Regions from separate parts of the Mus musculus genome. Here region 2 is linked to region 1. Evidence: chromatin contacts called from public HiChIP or PLAC-seq data. All regions are on one chromosome and are shown on one strand. The core of a region is the stretch at or near the end of the contact, and the rest is flanking DNA. Distances in the headings are between cores, read along the strand shown. Region 1 holds the start of Hif1a (hypoxia inducible factor 1, alpha subunit). Region 2 overlaps Prkch (protein kinase C, eta).

The links. HiChIP or PLAC-seq counts read pairs in DNA pulled down with a chosen protein or histone mark.
Region 2: a contact with region 1 is called in an H3K27ac HiChIP or PLAC-seq map of thymic regulatory T cells, with 2.9 times the contacts expected there. The contact joins the enhancer-like site here to the promoter of Hif1a in region 1. A contact is called at or near these places in 4 of 39 promoter capture datasets (the HPC-7 cell line, macrophages, neutrophils and 1 more), 1 of 484 Hi-C or Micro-C datasets (CD4 T cells), 1 of 115 datasets of contacts at active chromatin or transcription factors (thymic regulatory T cells) and 3 of 9 other capture datasets (adipose tissue, liver and macrophages).

Annotation. Positions count from the first base shown.
Region 1 is chr12:73,905,467-73,911,526 of GRCm38.p6, forward strand. Hif1a (hypoxia inducible factor 1, alpha subunit) reads left to right here and starts at 2,401. Exons shown (of 15, transcript NM_010431.2): 1 at 2,401-2,858. The coding sequence starts at 2,824.
Region 2 is chr12:73,600,768-73,606,827 of GRCm38.p6, forward strand. All of the region lies in intron 1 of Prkch (protein kinase C, eta), which reads left to right. Among named protein-coding and RNA genes, the nearest start is that of Prkch, 19 kb to the left of the region's middle. Within about 2 kb of position 3,129, at least 58 of the 459 cell types and tissues checked have an H3K27ac peak or open chromatin away from gene starts, as enhancers often do. A contact at or near this core is called in macrophages and thymic regulatory T cells, where this site is marked.

The DNA of each region.
Region 1 (6,060 bases), core at 1,151-3,650:
TGGCACTTTTGTATCTTAACTACTTGGTTAAATATTACTGTTCTCCATGGTGGTATCTATTTATGGCCATGCACAAAATATGATAAATTGTAAATTTTTACAAAGGGAAACGGAAGCTTGAGGAAATTGTAATACATATTCAAAAAATCTTGTCCACTGAATTATCATTCTGTTTAAACTTTCCAAAATGCTTTAAAAAAAAAAACCTTTAAGTGAGTTGGACCTGCTATTACGCAAAGCTCATATTTTTATTCCAAGAACATTATATTCTACAGCTGTGATCCCTGACCAGCGAGAACTGCTTAAGTTATAAGACAAGAACAATTGGTGCTTTCAGTAACTGCCCTCATTTATGGAGATGCAAACATTCTGGGAAGTTACAATGTCGGGAAAAAAGGGAGTCTGTAAGCATTCACACTAACACCACTGGCACTTAAACAGTTGAAACTGGTCAGTCTACAGAGGCATGACCAACTGCCACTAGCATGAATTTGGGGATAACAAGAACAATACTCCACAGCATTTAATGATGGCTTCCTATTGCCCTATGTGGTTTCAAGTGATTTTTCTGTTTTATAACCATCAGTAGTGCTGCAGCGTAAGTACCATCTTCTCCATTTTACAGATGAATAAACTGAGGCACAGAGAGGTTAAATGACTGGCACTGGTGCTTACAACCGAGCTCACTCTGAATTCTGCAGCCATTGTTCTTAACACTGTACTTTCAGGGTGTTACACTACATATGTGTAATATATATATATGTATATATATATACACACAAATATATGTATATATATACACACATATACATATATATATGTATGTATGTATATGTATATATATTTCCATGATTAAAAACAAAACAAAATGAAAAACAAGTAATTAGTTTTGGTCTTTTACTCTTTTTATATATACCCTGTAGCTCTTTCAGAGGTATGTTCTAGATTTCAAACAAAAATAGTGCTCAAATCTATTTATATAGTCCTAACTTCTTTTTTGAAGCCAGGGCCTTGTGCATGCTAGACCACTCCTCTACTACCGAGCTAAATCTCCAGCTGTAATCATATCTTTATGAGTATTGAGTTGCTTCATGCATTGTTTATTGTCTTATTAGACCTGGACATTATGTGTATTTCTAGAGGGCATTGTTTTTGGATTTGAATGCAATTTAAATGTACCATAGATATCTACATTATTATACAACCCAAAGTTAGATTGTAACAATGTACTAACAAGGCAAAGAAGAGATACTAAACAGTCTAGTGTCAGGTCAGTTTCAGAGACCCCAGATTCAGACTCAGTTGTGTCTATAACACGTGTGTGTGTGTGTGTGTGTGTGTGTGTGTGTGTGTGTACACACACGGGCACGAAGTGTTCCTTTGTTGGGCTTGGAATACTTTTAAAACAAACACACACCATACCCACAGACCTAACATTTATGCTTCCAAAGACCGACTAAAAATGATGGCTTTAATCCATAGCTCCCAGCATAGCCGGTGAGCAGTCCTGTCAAGGTCTGTAGGTTGAAGGACTTGTTCTTCTTTCAGTCTAAACAGTGAACTAAACTCAGTCTGAAACAATTCTTGCACCTTTTCTGCATCCATTTAAGATGATCTTTGTCAGTTTTTAAAGCAACATGAAAGCAAAATAAGTCTATTCAATGCCTTTTCCTGTCTTGTCAAATTCAGGCTTGTGCTCTCACTTATTGAAGCTGTTGTTTATTTGTAAATGCTTAAGATAGTTTATTTTTAAATGGCCCTGCAACTTCCCTCCCCTTGAGAGGTTTGGCAAGACGGATTTGTTTTATATTTTTATCTGCATTTGCTCAGTAGTCAAACTTTGGCCCAGAAAATCTTAATCACTTGGAGACTTCCCTTGTTGTGTAGCAAAGAGCGGAGACTGGAGACTGAGTGGTGTCGGTCACCTGGGAAGGAGGGACCCCACTCTAACATCAGGGGGGCTGGCTGCCAGAACGCAAAGTTGGCTTTTTTTTTTTCAACTGGAAACTCGGGCGGGATGGGCGGCGACCGGGTCCAGCCACGCAGCTAAGGAGTAAGCGAGCCTCAGAGAACTCTATAGAGAGCCGGGGCGGTGCGAGCCAGGCTCGGACCCAAGCTTGGCAGCCCACTCGCTCCAGCAGCGCCTCCCAAAGCCAGACGCAGCTTTCCATTGAAGGTGCAGAGACCCCCCCACCCCCAGACCTGGGCTCAGCCGCACCCGTCGCTCGCCCCTTTTTCTTCCCTCCCTAGCTGCACACAGACAAGCACGTGAGCGGGGCAGCTCGTCCCAGCTGGGGCTCAGCTGACCTCCTCCTGATTGGCTGAGAGCAACGTGGGCTGGGGTGGGGCCTGGCCGCCTGCGTCCTTCACCATTGGCTCTCCGGGAACCCGCCTCCGCTCAGGTGAGGCGGGCCCGCGGGCGCGCGCGTTGGGTGCTGAGCGGGCGCGCGCACCCCTCGGCTTTTCCCTCCCCTCGCCGCGCGCCCGAGCGCGCCTCCGCCCTTGCCCGCCCCCTGCCGCTGCTTCAGCGCCTCAGTGCACAGAGCCTCCTCGGCTGAGGGGACGCGAGGACTGTCCTCGCCGCCGTCGCGGGCAGTGTCTAGCCAGGCCTTGACAAGCTAGCCGGAGGAGCGCCTAGGAACCCGAGCCGGAGCTCAGCGAGCGCAGCCTGCAGCTCCCGCCTCGCCGTCCCGGGGGGCGTCCCGCCTCCCACCCCGCCTCTGGACTTGTCTCTTTCTCCGCGCGCGCGGACAGAGCCGGCGTTTAGGCCCGAGCGAGCCCGGGGGCCGCCGGCCGGGAAGACAACGCGGGCACCGATTCGCCATGGAGGGCGCCGGCGGCGAGAACGAGAAGAAAAAGTAAGCCGGGCCGCCGCGTTCCGTGGACTGGCTTTTTTTTTTTTTTTTTTTTTGTCTCCGCTCCCCTTCCGTCCCCCCCAGCCTCACGCGCCGGGCTCCCCCGCGGTCCACGTCGCCATCTTGGCGCTGGGGGTGGGAGTCGCGGGCCCTGCGCTCGGCGGGGCTGGGGTCTCCGCCCCGGACACCCGCCCCGCGCCGTCGCAGCCCAGCCTGCCCCGCGCGCCCATCCGGCCGAGCCGGCCAGGGCCGAGTACGCCTCTAGCTCCCGCGCCTTCCCTCCCCGTCCTCCGCGTTAGCCGCGAGCAGCGGGCCCCGGGCGGACCCTGTGCGCGCTGCCAGCTTCCTGGGGTCGAGGCCCTCCGAGGCCGACCCGGGGCTCCCCCGAGCCGCCTCGCTGCGCCGCGGCCGCCGTTGCCTTTGTAGGTTAGGGAGTTTCTTCTGGGGGCCCGAAGACGCTAACTTTCTAGTTTGCACGTGCGGGTTTGGTTGTAATCTGGAAAAACTTGCCTCCATCAGAGTAACGGGAATTTAGGAAAATGGCATCATTGTAAACAACTTCCAATTTCTACAAACTTGTGTTTGCATCACCTGTCAGGAGAGCCCAGACGTTATGTATCAATATGTGGCTGCCTCGTTCACTCCTGAAAATAACTTACGGATAGTTTTGGTTAAATTTAGGCCGGTAATTTCATGGAGTGGGGGCTATATATGATGAAAGCCGTCGGTTAAAATACTGAAAATTTATTGGAACACCTGAAAAGAATTGTTTCCAAAAACCATACATCTGAAGTGTGAAATCTTCCATGAGAATTCAGTGTAAGTTTATGAAACATCTTGTGGTTTGAGTCTAAGGAGAACATTTTAGAATTGAGTACAGCTAGTGGTGGTAAGATCGACCCCTGCCGCCAGCACACAATTTTGTCTACTTCGATATTTTAACCTTGAGAAAATCAGTTTAAGGAGTTGAAGGTTTGTAGTAAGAGCTGTGGTTACAAGGCTGGCTTAATTTGCTGTTAAGTCCTTCTAGTCTTCTGGAAGAGATTAATTCCCCTTATCCATATCAGCAGAAGAGATAAACTTACTCATTTTCCTGCTGTTCTGGACACCCCTTCCTTGTCTTGGTCTTTATTCCATAAAAGGTCCAGGTCTTAGTTTGTGTGCACCCAAAGGAAGCACTTTGGAAATGTTTTAAAGTGTTCATGCAAGTCTAGACTTAACTCCACGAGTTACCAGAATTAGTTGCAATTAATTTTGCAGAACTGACTACAATGCTTTTGATGAAATGATGGGCTGCTATTCTCTAAACCTTAGGCAGATTGCCATTGTGTACTCACTGTCCTTATTAAATGCTAAATTATATTAATACACTACACCAAGTTATACACCAATCACTTCTCTTTCTTATACGCTGATTTTTTTTTAATTTAAATCAAAAGTAGTTTCATAATGGATAAGTAAGCTAGTTGTGTATCGGGCCCAGTTCTAAATGGTTTTTAGGCTTTCCTCAGAGCCATCTGTTAATTTTTTTCTCATTTGAGATGTTAGCAGCTTTAGATCAGATGGGATTATATTTCTTAATATAGAGGTTCTTAATATCACTAAAAGATAATAAACATGAGTGATGGGCCACTCAACAACACTTATAGGTGCCATTTATTAAATATGTCTTTTTGTAATCACAATTTCATTGAAAGATTGAGAAGTAAAAACTTTCTTTCTCCAATTATTCCACCTTAAATGAGCCTCCAAAGTGAACCTGGGGGAAAGGATTTGGCTTTTTTAAATAGAGAGTATAGAAAACTCAAACCTTGAAGATTTGGAAGAAAGCAGAACAGAAAATGCATAATAGATTTAATAGGAGGTATGTGCTGTTGACTCTTAGCTGTTAGGGCTAAGCGTGATTGACCTAGTATGTGTATGGACTCTTAGATTGCAGAAGAATGTCAAGCTCGTTTTGTTCCTAGCTGAACTTTTCGAAGCCCCCCCCCCCCCAAAAAATTGAGCCACTAAAGTAAAATCTCTTAAAGACATTTCTTAATTTCACCTTTTAGTTTTGATCACTAAAAATCAAGAAATTCATTTATTAATAAAATTAAGCTGTCCCCCTTGTTTGAGGAATCAGTAGTCTACTGACTTAGAGGGTAGGAATTCAGGAGCAGATGATACCCACAAATTGGAGTCTCAAGCCTTTCCACTTGTGATGGTTGGCAAGTTACTGAATACTTGTGGATTATATGCCCCCCCCCCACCCCCAACCCAAGAGGATAATACTACCCTTCTGAAAATAAGATAATGTATTTAAAGCCCTTAGGCCAGCCTATGGAATGGGAGGCTTGTAACATTTTATATACTTGAAAATAGATGTTAACTGTTAAAACATCTATAACAGTCTGTTGTAGTTCAGACTTTCATAATCTTCAAACCTTTCTTCTGTGCCTTCATGCATTTTTTTTTTTCCTTATCAAAAAACAAGAAGACTGACTCTGAATTCAAAGGCTGGAAAGAGTTCTTTCCTGCTGAAGCCCTGTCCTTGGACCATGGCATCTAGCATCAGTTGTTTGACTGAGCATATGATAGACTCTAGGCACCTCATCATAGTTCCCCATCCCAGTGTTTTCTCCCTAAATAGGTCATTCTGAATCTACTCTGGGCTCTAGTCATAAGCATATGCTAATCATGCAAGAGAGACCAGGACCTAAGGGAATGTAGGTTTAGAACTGGTAGTAGCTTGCTTTTTTTTTTTCTTGTTCTGATGCTCACATTCTGAGTATTGTCTGCAGGAATTTAATAGCAATATGGTGCTTAGTACACTTTCTTATCTAGTGTTATTTAGTTGTCAGGATATTTTAACATGTTCCAGTCCACTCCAAAAGCACCTTGTGAAATCTAGAGATTGTCCCAACTTTCTGATGGTGTGCAGGCTCAAGGTTTAGATACTGTTCTTACATTCCAGTGTTTTGTATGCCAAGGATGGTATATAGGAGGCTAAGGCAGATTAGTCTCTTGACTTTTGTTGTTGTCAAGAATTTAAAACAGTTTATGATGTTGGTTGTATGATAATTTTTCCATTCATGAATATTACAGATTTAGGTTAAAAATGGATATCTAAAACACTCATGACATTTTTTTTTTAAAGTCTGTCTCCTCATTAAGAGAAAGTAACCTAAATATATCTGTGGAGTTGAAGTACCTTCCTACCAAG
Region 2 (6,060 bases), core at 1,879-4,378, 300 kb before region 1:
CCCTGGCTTTGATGATGACCTTGCTATTTTCAGCCCCAAGCCGTGTTCTCTGTGCCAATGCTGGGACCCTCAGGCTCATCTCCGCATCTGGTGAAGTGCCTGCCCTTATGTGGTAAGGTTTTTGCAGAGAGTTGTAGAGGGAAGAAATTCTTCACGGCTCTCAGTTCTTGAGTCAGAATGGGGACTTAAGCACCATTGATTTGACCCTGAGAGCTGAAAGGTTTCCTTTAGAGATGTATCTTTCTGATGGAGATAGCAGTACATTTGGGGGTGGGTGGGACATGTGTGAGGTCCCAGAGGAATAGTTCATGGAGAATGATTCCGGGATGGATTTTGTTCCCTTGGCTGTGTAAATAAGTGCAAGGAATCACTTGCCAAACTCCTGGTCCTCCAATAAAAACTTAATAACTTAGTTTGGGTGATAGGCTGTAGATTTCAAATGAGGACAAGTTGAGAGGCTAAGCCGTGTCCACTGCATCAGATGTCCAGAATGTTCTAAGAGGCCTCGTGAGAACAGGCACCTGTGAGAGGAACAGAGTCCACAGAGGTACAGCTGTGAAGGGATGGCTGCCATTTAACTCATTGTCCCCGAGCTACCCCTTTCTCAGGAGATAGCCTGATGTTGCTGCCTCGGTCCTCTGGTTTGCAGTTCCCTTCAGATCTGAGGTTTTCAGGGGTCACTTTTGAATCCATTTGTTATAATTTGGCTCTGTAGGACTTATGCCTATAACATTTTGACTTTTATTAATTTTTCATAGTCTTCTTTTAGGCAGAGTCCTGCTCTATAGCACTGGCTGTCCCAGTACTGATTATGTGACTTCCAGACTTGCCTCACATTTACAGCCAGTGCCCTGTCTTAGCCTCCCGTGTGCTGGGAGCACAGCCGTACCTCACTCCTTGTGGCTCACAATTTTGTTTTAAATTAGAAAAGAATAATGATCCTGGAAAGTCATTTCTGTAAAGATATCACACGGCCCTTTTCATCAGTATTCTTTCTGTTGTCACTGTTTAAAATTTTTTAAAACTTACAGTCATGTATTTATTTTCTATGTGTGTGTTGGTCACATGTAGAGCCCTGTGTGTCACTGCAGATGACAGCTCGTGGGAATCCATTCTCTCCTTCCATCCTATGGGTCTCAGGTATTGAATCCAGGTTGTTAGGCCTGGTGGCAGGTGTCCTTACCCACTGAGAATTGTAACCAGTAGCCCTCCGACATAGTTTTGAAGAGCTCTATGTCAGTGGAGATCATGTTGAAAGGAAGAAACCATCCCAGGGAACTGATAATCACTTCAGTCTTCCCCAATTTCAAGCTCCTTGCCTACCAGTGAGCTCTCCTCAGGCTTAGGCAGGACTTTTCACGTCCTGACCTTTCTCTTGCCTAGGCAGGCCGCCGTTCAGGAAGGTCCTAGGTTACAGCTAGAGTCAACATAGGGGGAAATGTGTTAGTTCCCTAGCTCTCAAATACATTCTCCAGTGTTCTGAGAAGTCTGGTGTCCGCAGAGTGAGCACCTTCACAGACCTGCAGACTGTCCTCTGCTGTGGCCCTGATTTCAGATGCTGCCAGTCCTGGGGTGGGCCACCTTCCTCCATGCTGCTTTGTGAGATCTCTCCTCTTTCTGGACTGAGCCTTCCCTCTTCCGTCATCTGAAACATCCCCAGGCCTCCCAAGTAGCCTCCCTGGCTTTAGCTGACCAGGCGACCCAGCCCTGTCTAGACCTGGCTTGTTGTCTTTCTGATGTAGGCAACGGTGTCTCTCCACCTTTTTCCCAAAGAGAAACTACTTTTAAGGAGCCTTCTCTCCAGTCCATTCCCACAGGACTCAGCCTTCCTGAAGCCGAGGCACAAGGTCTTGGCTCCAGCTGAACCCAGGGGCACCCATGGTGTCCCATAGGTTGCTTGTTACTGATCTGGGTGGCTACTTCTTTCTCTTTTGGGCTCTTTGGGTTCTGTGTTTCTTCAGTGCTTACTGAGGGATGTTTTTCTCTTTATTTCTTTTGTACCTCTTCCACCATGCATCAGACATCACACTCCAGATGGCGTTACCTTCTTGTATACTCTTCACTGTATTGTTCTTGTGCCAGGGGCTCAAAAGCCCCACGTCCCATCTTTCCTGCTGACTGTGACCTCTGCTTCAAGCAATAGGCAGATTCAAAGAGGGCAAAGGGCTTTCTACTCTGTCTCCTTTGGCCTTCCCCCTCCCACAGCAGGATTAGGAAGAGGGGAAAACTATGGCACACACCTTTTCCACCTGAGGCACGTGCAAGAGCGGACCACTTGAGGGTCTAATGTGCTTCTGCACACGACCACTTGGGCATCCTCTACACATCTCCAAGCCAACAAGTTCACAATTAAACACTCACTTACATCTCATGATCACCCTGCTCCTCTGCCCATTTCCTGTCAGAGCTCACCATCATTCCGGTCAGCCGGGTACCATTGTGTCTGTTTCCTTCCGTCTGCCCCCAAGTTCATTTATTGTCGGATTCTGATGAATTGGATTGCAAATGGTTTGCTGTGTGATTTTTCCCCTTTCCATCAGCATCATCCCTTTTGGTATTCTTATCACCTGTATGGATTATTGAGATAGCTGTAGAGCTTTCTTCACAAAATAGACTTATTGTCTCAGATGAATCCTCAGGGCCGCCCCAAGGAGCTTCCTAAGACTCAACACTAACAGCTTTTCTGCTGGAGGGCTTCTAAATGAATCCTGTTCCCTTCCTCAGGCTGCTGGGGAAGATCCTCACAGGCTGGCTCCGACCATGTCTCTTCCTCCTCGTGCTTGCCTGGCTTCCAAGTTCATACATGGATGAGCTTTTCCTGTTCCTCCTTCTGCTCATGTTTCAGTTGCTTCGTCATTAGTAACTGTTGGAGGAGGAGGGAGAGGACTTGGGTAATAATGTCTGATGGAGTGAAGGAGGGTCTGTAGAAGAAATGTCCCTGTCTGTGTAACACCCACAAACAGGCCTGAGCACACACATCTCAACACGTGCTTTAGGCTTTCCTATGACAGGAGAACAGATCAGGTGCTCTTTGGAGGTTGTTGTCCTGTGGTTGGAGGGCAGAACCACTCATGATGTCATCAGAGATGACTGAGTTCAGGATAGAAGTGTCAGTAGGGAACTAGAGAGTTGTACCTCTGAGTATGCAGCGGGCACGTCTTGTAGGAAGTGGGTCCCGGAGTCAGTCTCCAGGGTAGGTCGGTGTTAACCATGCTGAAGGTGATGTGCACGCCTTCTCTCCTCTTCATCTTGAGGATCTAAATTTGTCACCTGGAGTTTCCCCTGTTCCTGTCTTTCTTTTCACCAGGCAGATACTAGCTGAGTGCTTTCAGCAAGTAAATGTGCCTAGGTCAGACTGTTGGTGGAAACTGGCTTCCTGATGAAGGCAGATGTTTAAGCCCCTGACACCGCTGCCCCACAGACTGTGCTGAAGGAATGTCAGTTGGATTGGACACCTTGAAGGGAGCCATGAGAAAGGGTTCTTTTCCTTCCCTGGAGTTGGCAGAAGTCTCTGTGATAGTTGGGAGACATGTGGGTACCCTTGTGGGAATATCCTTGTAAAAACCCTGATACCTATCTCTGTGGTCCAGCTCTGGTACTTTATGGGATGGGCAGAGAGAGTTCTAGGTATCCATTTGTTGTGAACTGCACTGCCAAACTGATTTGCAAGAGAAGGCCCTGCTTACAATAAGCTACTAATTCAGTGCACAGAGAAAGATGGTGGATCACATTTTAAGAATCATATGGTACTCTCCTTATTCATAAGGATGTTGATGGTTGTGGTTTGTCATTTTCTAGCGTTAGATACGGCTGGGAGAGGTACCCTTGATGATGAGTTGATCAGTAAGCACCGCTCTAGAGGTCTGAAGATGCCAGAATGTGTCCCACCTATCTTCGGGCTTTATCTCTCAGTTAATGAGAGATTTTCTTTTTATCTCTGCCTAAGGGCAGTCAATGTTTGACTTAGTTGGAATCCGACTTACTGGCTCCAGACCCGTCTTTCCACTGGGCTTCATTACCCCCTACTGTTGGGGCGAACTAGCCTTTGTGTTTTTTTTTTCAAAGACCCGACTTGATCAGAAGCATCGCACTGTAAGTGTTTCCACAGGAACTCTGCCCTTTGTCTGTGTCACTGTGGTGGCTGTGCACAGAACCCACAGGGCGGAGGTGTCACCATCCCCGTTGAAAATGCAACAGTTCTTTCCATCCCTCGGTGTGAATTTTCCAGTGGCTTCTGGGACCACTGTGGTGTCTTGAACCCCAGGGTTTACACGAGAACTGATAACGAGCAATCCTTACTGGTTCGTTGAAAGTTGGCATCTGGAAAGATGGCTTCATGTTTCCCGCTCAGTGAATATAAACGGCACATAAGGCACTGAAGCCTGTGGTATCATCTTCAACCCAGCCAGGGATCGTTAGCTATGGAGAAGGTGATTTTTTGTCCCTGTTTCTTTGGGGATCAGACATTGTTCTCAGTGAGTTTTTTATTTCCCTCTTATCCTCTTTATATACACTTGCTGCCTTCACGAGGTGGCCTGGATTCTAGTCAACCCTTTGTTGTGGTGGTGGTGGTTGTTATTTTCTGGTAGGTTCTCTCATGTGCAGACTGGCCTACAACTTGTTATCATCCTGTCTCAGCCTCCCAGCTGATGGCACTGCAGGCCGGAGGCTCTGTGCCTGGATTTCCTATTTATCAATAACTGAGGTGAAGCACTTGCCACGAGGACCTGGTTTGGGGGTTGATTAATCAAAGGTCTGGCTTGGAGCCTAGAGTAACTGCCAAGAGAAGGTGCTTAATGCAACTTCAATTAAGAAATGAACGAGTCTCAAACAAATGTAACCCAAGCAAGAGAGCAGGTCTTTCTATGGCTAAGTTTGTGGGGTAATGGAGCCTGTGTTGGTCTGGTAAACTTGACACGGGTACATCTAGAAAGGAGGAGACCTCAGTTTAGAAAATGCCTCTATCAGATTGTCTGTGGACAAGTCTGTGGGGACATTTTCTTGATTAATGATTGGTGTGGGAGGGCCCAGGCTTCTGGAGAGCAGACCTGTTCCTTTCAGGCCACAAAGCCTGCTGTGGGACCATCTGATTAGCTGTAGATACATCTGGGACAGCTGGCAGGTCTGTTTAGTATAGGTTTGTTTGTGAATGAAATGGATAGGTGGTCCTGGGTTGAATAAAAAACAAGTTGAACAAGCAGGGAAGCAAGCCAGTGAAGTGTTCCTCCAGTTCTGCCTCTAGGCTCCTGCCTTAGTTCCTGCACTGACTTCCCTCAGTGACCGACTGACAGGGAAGCATCAGATGGGACACACCGGTCCCTCCCTCAGTTGTTTTTGTCAGGGGGTTTACCACAGCAGGAAGAACCAAACGAGGACAATGACCAACAAATATGACATTGGACAGGACAGAGGAGACTTACCAGTTGATCCTCTCAAACAATGAAGGGATTAAACTGTTAGGAAAAGAGTTTCATTTGTTCTTGGGCTAAGCTAACAGGCGGAGTAGAGACTGCAGGGTGGATAACAGGTTTCTTCCTACCCTTGCCTTACGTCAAACTTAATGCGAGAAGTAAAAATCTCGCTTTTGGTCACTAGGCAATATTTTGAGTAATGTTTTGTTATAGAACATCCCATGACACACTGCAAAAATGTAAAAAAATTTGTGTGGAAGCATAAATATGTGTACAGAGAAGAGTTTTGTCTATAACTTGATCAAGCTGGAATGGGTAGAATTGTCTTTAACACCAAGAAACTCATCTGGGATATTCAGAACAAATGCTTTCTAGGTGTGAGTCTTGTGTAAGAAAGTGTAGTTGGGGCGGTTGGCTTTTCTGAGGTCCAGAACCTTGATGGGCAGTTGTTAAGTGTGCGTGTGCCCTGTGCTCCCAGAACCTGGATATTATACCAAACAGGTTTTGCATGCTGTAGTGCATGCTCTGTTGGATGTTGATTTCTAGTGGTGTTTTCTAGCAAGCTCCACCCCTATCCTGAAATGGTGAACATGCCACTCCAATACCGTGGAACCTGTAATTGAAGGGTGGTGACTTGGGTGCTCAAGAT